2 separate regions of the Astyanax mexicanus genome follow, and region 2 is linked to region 1. The links are chromatin contacts, called in public Hi-C maps. All regions are on one chromosome and are shown on one strand. Each heading gives the region's core, a stretch centred on a gene start, on an enhancer-like site or on the middle of the called end of the contact. The rest is flanking DNA. Distances are from core to core; before and after follow the strand shown.

Region 1 (3,375 bases), core at 748-3,247:
TAAAAGTGTTAAAAACAACAAAAATACTCTGAAGAAGCATTTAGGTGCTCTTATCCGTGGCTGTGATCAACGTATTCTGTGCAACAAAGGGAACTTTTGCTTTTCCTTTCCTGGAACCAGTTTTCCTGATGAGCGCCAGTTTTTTAAGTTTTTAATGTTATTTTTTAATTTTCTGAGATTAAGGATACCTTTAAAATTCTTAAAATTCTGCTTTTCAGATTGACTGACCTTCATTTTTGTCTTAAAGCGTTTTTTCTAATTTGTTACTCCTAAATATAATAGGTTTCCACAACTTATATTTAAGATTTAGTTTAGGAATCTAACATTTTGATTTAAAAATAATCCAAATATTATCTTAATCTTATAAGCATGAACGCGCAGCATTAGACCAACACATAAATACACTTTAAATCAATGACATGGTTGTTTTACCTTTAATTTAAAGTATTTAATAATTAAATGTATAGTAGAATAATAGTTCTCATAGCTGTAGTTACAGCATAATTTGTCGTCATTTCTAAATACTTAATAGCAGTTTTTGGATATTTAATAATAGATACAGATTATGAGTATATATTGAGTTGTATAGAACTTTGGTAGAACTTTGTTTTCTGGATTGATGGAGCTTTATCCAATAAGTTGGGGAGTTGAAGATGAGTTAGGGTATTCTCACAGCAATGCTTCAAAATCTAGAAAACAGTCTTTCTTGGATGGTTGAGACATTTGGTGTTCTATACCCAAACCTGACCTCCACCTTTCCTGTTTTTCCTTTTTTTCTATATTATAAACTTTTGAAACGACTACCTCACCATATAGCCATCTCCTGCTTTGTTTGGCTTTTATGGATCAGTTAATCATCTACTCACTTAATTATCCACAGTACTAGGAATTTCACCTCATGGTGCCCATGCGTTTGCATGCCAGTGTATACGGAAACAAAGCTGCACAGAACAGAGCCTTTAAAATTCTCGTCCTGTTTAATTCCTGGAGATAAAGAGAATTACGACTCGCTCACATCATTTAAACAAGGCTGCGTTCCAAACCGCACATTACTGCACCAAGTACTGCATTAAAAAATAGTGCATCTCCATTAAACAAGTGTTTATTAATGTAGTGTTTAGAGTAGAAGTGTGTGGTTTGGGACGTAGGCCTCATTTGGCCCACCATTGACACCTACTACGGTATACAGCGTCTGCTGGACCATTTAGGCTTTTACATTGTGCATTTCTATTAAGAATAAAACCATGAAACAACTTATCTAGTTCCTGTAGAGAAGTGCTGTTGGCTTGATTGAATCAAAGTAAAGGACTTTTCCCACGAAAATGCTCTTGACTGGTTTTGTGCGAGAAGAGGATACCAATCAACCTCAAGGGAAATATCTATTAAACCGTGGTCCAGATAGTAAGATACCTTTGAGAAGAGGGCATTTCCAGAAGATGCCCTTGACCAAAAGGCCTCCCAAAAAGATGCCCTTGACCAGAGGGCATCCCTGGAAGATGCCTTTGACCAAAAGGCATCCCGAGAAGATGCCCTTGAGAAGAAAGCATTCCCGGAAGATGCCCATGAAGAGAGGGCATCCCAAGAACATGCCCTTGACCTGAGGGCATTCCCAGAAGATGCTTTAAGAAAAAGACATCCACAGAAGATGTCCTTGAGAACAGGGCATTCCCAAAAGACGTCCTTGAGCAGAGGGCATCCCCAGAAGATGCCCTTGAGAAGAGGGCATTCCCAAAAGATGTCTTTGAGCAGAGGGCATTCCCAGAAGATGCCCTTGAGAAAAGGGCATTCCCAAAAGATGTCCTTGAGCAGAGAGCATTCCCAGAAGGTGCCCTTGAGCAGAGGGCATTATCAGAAAGATGGCCTTGAGCAGAAGGCATCCCCAGATGATGATCTTGACCATAAGGCATCCCCAGAAGTTGCCCTTGACCCGAGGGCATTCCCAGAAGATGCCCTTGAGCAAAGAGCATCCCCAGATGATGTCCTTGACCCGAGAGCATTGCCCTTGAGCAGAGGTCTTTTCCAGAAGATGTCCCTAACTAGAAGGCATCCCCAGAAAATAGTTGCTTGATTGGATGGCATGAAGTTTGTAGGTGTCGTCCTAGAAGATGCCCTTGACTGGAGGGCACATCCAGATAATGCCTTCAACCGGTCTTGTGTAAGAGGGAGATACCAATTCAGCCCAGGTGGTTGTTCAAATTAATCCAAGAAAATGTCCTTAAAACAGAATAATTATTCAATAAGATCAATGGATCTGAGTGGTGGGAACCGAGACCAACCTAAGAAACTGTGACTTAACTGATTTACAGAAGACTTGAATTTTGTGGGTTTCATCCCTGGATAGCATCTTCAAAAGATGTCCTTGACCAGTCTTGTGCAATAAGAAATTACCACTCCACCTTAATGCGAACATGAACAAGACCAAGGTTCAGTCAGTTGCTGAGAATCTGAGAAACCTGAAAAATGATGGCTTGAACAAATGACAGAAGTCGTGCAGTTTGAGGATATTTTCCCTGAAGGTGCCCTTGACCGGTTCTTTGCAACAAGAAGTTACCAATCCACATCAAGGTGAACAGTTGAACTCTATGTATTGAAGTCGTGGACGTCAAACAATGACGAAGCAAGTGTCTTAATACTACTTTTATCCATGTATTCAGGCCTTTTTTTGCCATAACTGATTTTGAAGTGGACCTGACGTTTTTAGGTTTTACCAAAGAAGATGCCTGAGCACTTTCGTAGTCTTGCTTTTGCACTCTCGCTTCCGTATGCTCGCTCTCATGCACTTATTCTCGTACGCTCACTCTCGTACTCTCGCTCTCATACACTTGCTCTCGCACGCTCACTCTTCCACACTCTCTCTCTTGTTCTCTTGCTTTTGTACTCTCGCTCCCATATGCTCGCTCTCATACTCACTCTTGTGCACTTTTTGTAGTACTCTCGCTCCTGTACGTTCACTCTTTCACACTCTCTCTCTTGTACTCTTGCTTTTGTACTCGCTCCTGTATGCTCGCTCTCATTCTCTCACATTCGTACGCTTGCTCCCGTACACTTGCTTTCAAATCCTCACTCTTTCACACTCTCTCTCGTACTCTTGCTTTTGTACTCTCGCTCCCGTATGCTCGCTCTCATACTCTCACTCTCGTACGCTCACTCTCGTACTCTCGCTCTCATGCACTTGCTCTCGTACCCTTACTCTCCACTTTTAGCTTTTGTACTCTCGCTCCTGTATGCTCACTCTCGTACCTTTGCTATCGTACTCTCGCTCTCATTTGCTCAGATACACTCGTGAGTGCGTACAGCTTAGCTTTGACAGACTTTCTCACAAACACACAGATATTCTCACACACACACCCACCCACTCTCGCGCGTTCTTTCGCT
Region 2 (3,000 bases), core at 485-2,984, 150 kb before region 1:
CAGAACTGTTGGGTATAAACTCTGAGTATACACTTCAATCAGAACAATAATTATAAAGACTTAAGAGTATATACTGTTTAATAAATATACTCTTCTATAGCTATGCATTGTTGTCCCGATACTTATGGATTAACCCTTTTATATATATTTTTGTTTTCGAGTGTTTTCTTGCACAGAACACTAATTGAGACGTGTTGTTAATCAGAACAGATAATATAATATGAGATAAATGAGCCGATAAAAAAGTTTATAAGCCAATTAAACAATAGGTTAACTCTGCCAAAAAGCCAAAGAGGCTAATTAAAATAGATAGAATAGACAGTAGACATAGAAAACACTAGTTTAGTTATTTTAGTTAAGTGAATTAAATGTTAATATAGATTTTACATCATAATCATAATATTAGAGTCTTCCTTTGTGTGCATTACAGACAGAAAACTTTATTATTTAACATTATTATTATTATTAAATTCATATTTTTCCATCACTGGCACATAATTCAGGTCTGAAAGGGTTAAGAAGACAAATGTTGTAACGTAACAGGATAGGGCTGGAAATTTGAGATGTTACACACTAAAAAACAGAAGTACCATATAAGTATTTCTTGTACTTAAAAGTACACTTTTCATACTTGTACTCTCAAAGGTATAATATTGTTTTTATAGGGTCAAATATGTTTCCTCTGAAGTAGAAAGTCTTTTTATAACAGCAGGAAACAAAGATTTGTACCATTTAAGCAGCTAAAAGGTACATTCGGTATTCTGTTTCACTGTACGAATAAACAATATATTTATGTATATATTTGATTTATACATTTTCCATATGAAAACCAGACAGTTTTGGATGATCATGTTTTTGACACATATTCATGAGATATTTAGAAGTCTTTCACTGAAAGGTACTCTATTGTACATATATATATATATATATAATATAAATATTGCTTAATTTCCTACATGATCAATAAAGTATCTATCTATCTATCTATCTATCTATCTAGCAACAAGCTTTTTACTCTTTTCAGAACAAATCTGTACTTATTTATTTTTTACTTATTCTTTGTGTGTTACTTCATTTGTATTAAACTGATCATCACCATGCTAACTAATATCACTATAATAATAAATAATAAGATGAAATAAATGTATTTTCTTACCTGGAATATCTGAAGGATGTTATGGCTTTCCAAATATCTTACAGAGCTCTGATAAGGGTCCACATGGGCCTGGGTGGGTCGGGCCGTTCGCACTGTTTCTGTTGTGTCTGAGTCCTCCATGCTCAGAAAGTAAAAAAAAAGAGAGAGATCTTTTGTCTGTGAAATGAAGAAAGAAATATAAATAATAATTAAAAAAAACCTTTCTTGTGAAGAAATTACAATTTCCTCTAATTTCCCAGCTAAAATAAATTTTAATTTGCTTGGGAAAAATTTTAACTAAACTAACAAACCTAAGAAACGAAACAAAAACACTCTACCAACTACACTACCCTACCTTTTAGAGGACTGTTCTGAGTTTAAGTCTGAATTAAACGCAAAAACTCGTAAGAAAAAGTGCGTAACTCGGTCAGTATCCTCAGTTTGGCTTTGAGGGGTTTGTTTTAACGTCTGAAAAGTCATCCCGTAACCCCTGGCAACCGCACGCGAGAGACTCGGGGGGTGACGTCATTTTCTGTTATGAGACACAATGGCAGCGACTGAATTTGGACCACTGTTTTTTTTTTTCCTTCACCCCTCTCGTATTCTCACAAGCCCCGCCCACATCTCGCTGCGATTGGTTCGTCGCTACGAGCCCCCTGCGCTGGGATTGGCTGTTACGTTCATCACGAGCAGCCCTTCGTTCTAAAGTATGAAAAAAAAAAGATGAACGTGAGGGACGGGGCGGGCGGGGCGGAGCTAACTGCGCATCAGGATTACAGAGCAACCAATAGGGACAGGGAGAGGGGCGGGGCTTGATCGGAAAACGGATGTTATTAAAAATTAACTCTATAACTATACGCGGTTTAATGCGGTGGTGGAAAACGTTCCGTCGTACTTCATGAGGATTTTTTTTTCATTTAATATTATTAATGTATGTAATGTATGATTTTTTCAAAAAGCTGTATGTAACTAGGAGTAGCGATTGTTGTTTTTTTTTATCAAGTTTTAATTATAATCTATATACTAATAATTTAAGTATAATCATTTTGTATAGTTTGAAAATTAACTCCTTTTCATGTTTTATTCTTATATTATATTTTATTTTCATTTTTATTGTTTTTTAATTCGTCTTTTCTTAGTATTTTTTCATCTTTAAAGCACTTAGAATGACTGTTGTATGAAAAGTACTATATGAATAAACTTGCCTGGCCTTGCCTTTTAACCTCCACCAACATCCACAACGTCCCAGCGCTGATACTTGATACTAGCGCCTAATAATGTTAAAAAATAATGAACTTGTGAAAAAAACACTGTTTTGTAATAATGTAGGTCAACGTGTCAACATAATAAGCTAAGCATTTTATATAAAATGTATGCATACAGAATGTAGTGTGTTTTGTATATAATGTAAAAACGGTCGATTAAAATAGGCTATTTATCATGATACATACAAAAATTAAAAGCAAGTCGTGCGTGGCTTATGAGAAAAATCATGAAAGGTGGGGCGGGGCTGACCGCACTTCAGGACGATCAATATCCAATCGCAGGTTGAGATGGGCGGGGCTTGGACTGTAAACGGGTGTTGAAAAAACATGAACACCACTGCTCGGTTTAGGCAGCGCTAATCCGACTGAAACGTCCCGTCGCACTTTATGAGGGTTTTCTTTTAAATTGTATAAAATTATACGCGCTTAATAATGTGGAAGCGTTATAGAGTCGTATAAACATTGTTTTGCGGTAATGTAGGTCAACGTGATAATATATAACATAATAGACAATTAATTAATAATAACAAAGCAGAATTGCAGTTCATAATTCATATCTAAACTAGGAACAGAAATATAGAATGATAATGATTAGTTATA

Evidence for each region. A called contact is a pair of places that touch in the nucleus more often than the background predicts.
Region 2: a Hi-C map of muscle shows a contact between it and region 1, with 2.9 times the contacts expected there. The contact joins the promoter of tex55 here to the promoter of LOC125781600 in region 1. A contact is called at or near these places in 3 of 3 Hi-C or Micro-C datasets (blood and muscle).

The regions. Positions count from the first base shown.
Region 1 is chr1:3,185,786-3,189,160 of AstMex3_surface, reverse strand. LOC125781600 (adhesive plaque matrix protein-like) reads right to left here and starts at 1,997. Exons shown (of 3, transcript XM_049465205.1): 1 at 1,710-1,997; 2 at 1,448-1,597. The coding sequence starts at 1,997. The region is part of intron 2 of zbtb20 (zinc finger and BTB domain containing 20); the gene reads left to right.
Region 2 is chr1:3,334,246-3,337,245 of AstMex3_surface, reverse strand. tex55 (testis expressed 55) reads right to left here and starts at 1,734. Exons shown (of 4, transcript XM_022666397.2): 1 at 1,491-1,734; 2 at 1,157-1,277. The coding sequence starts at 1,615.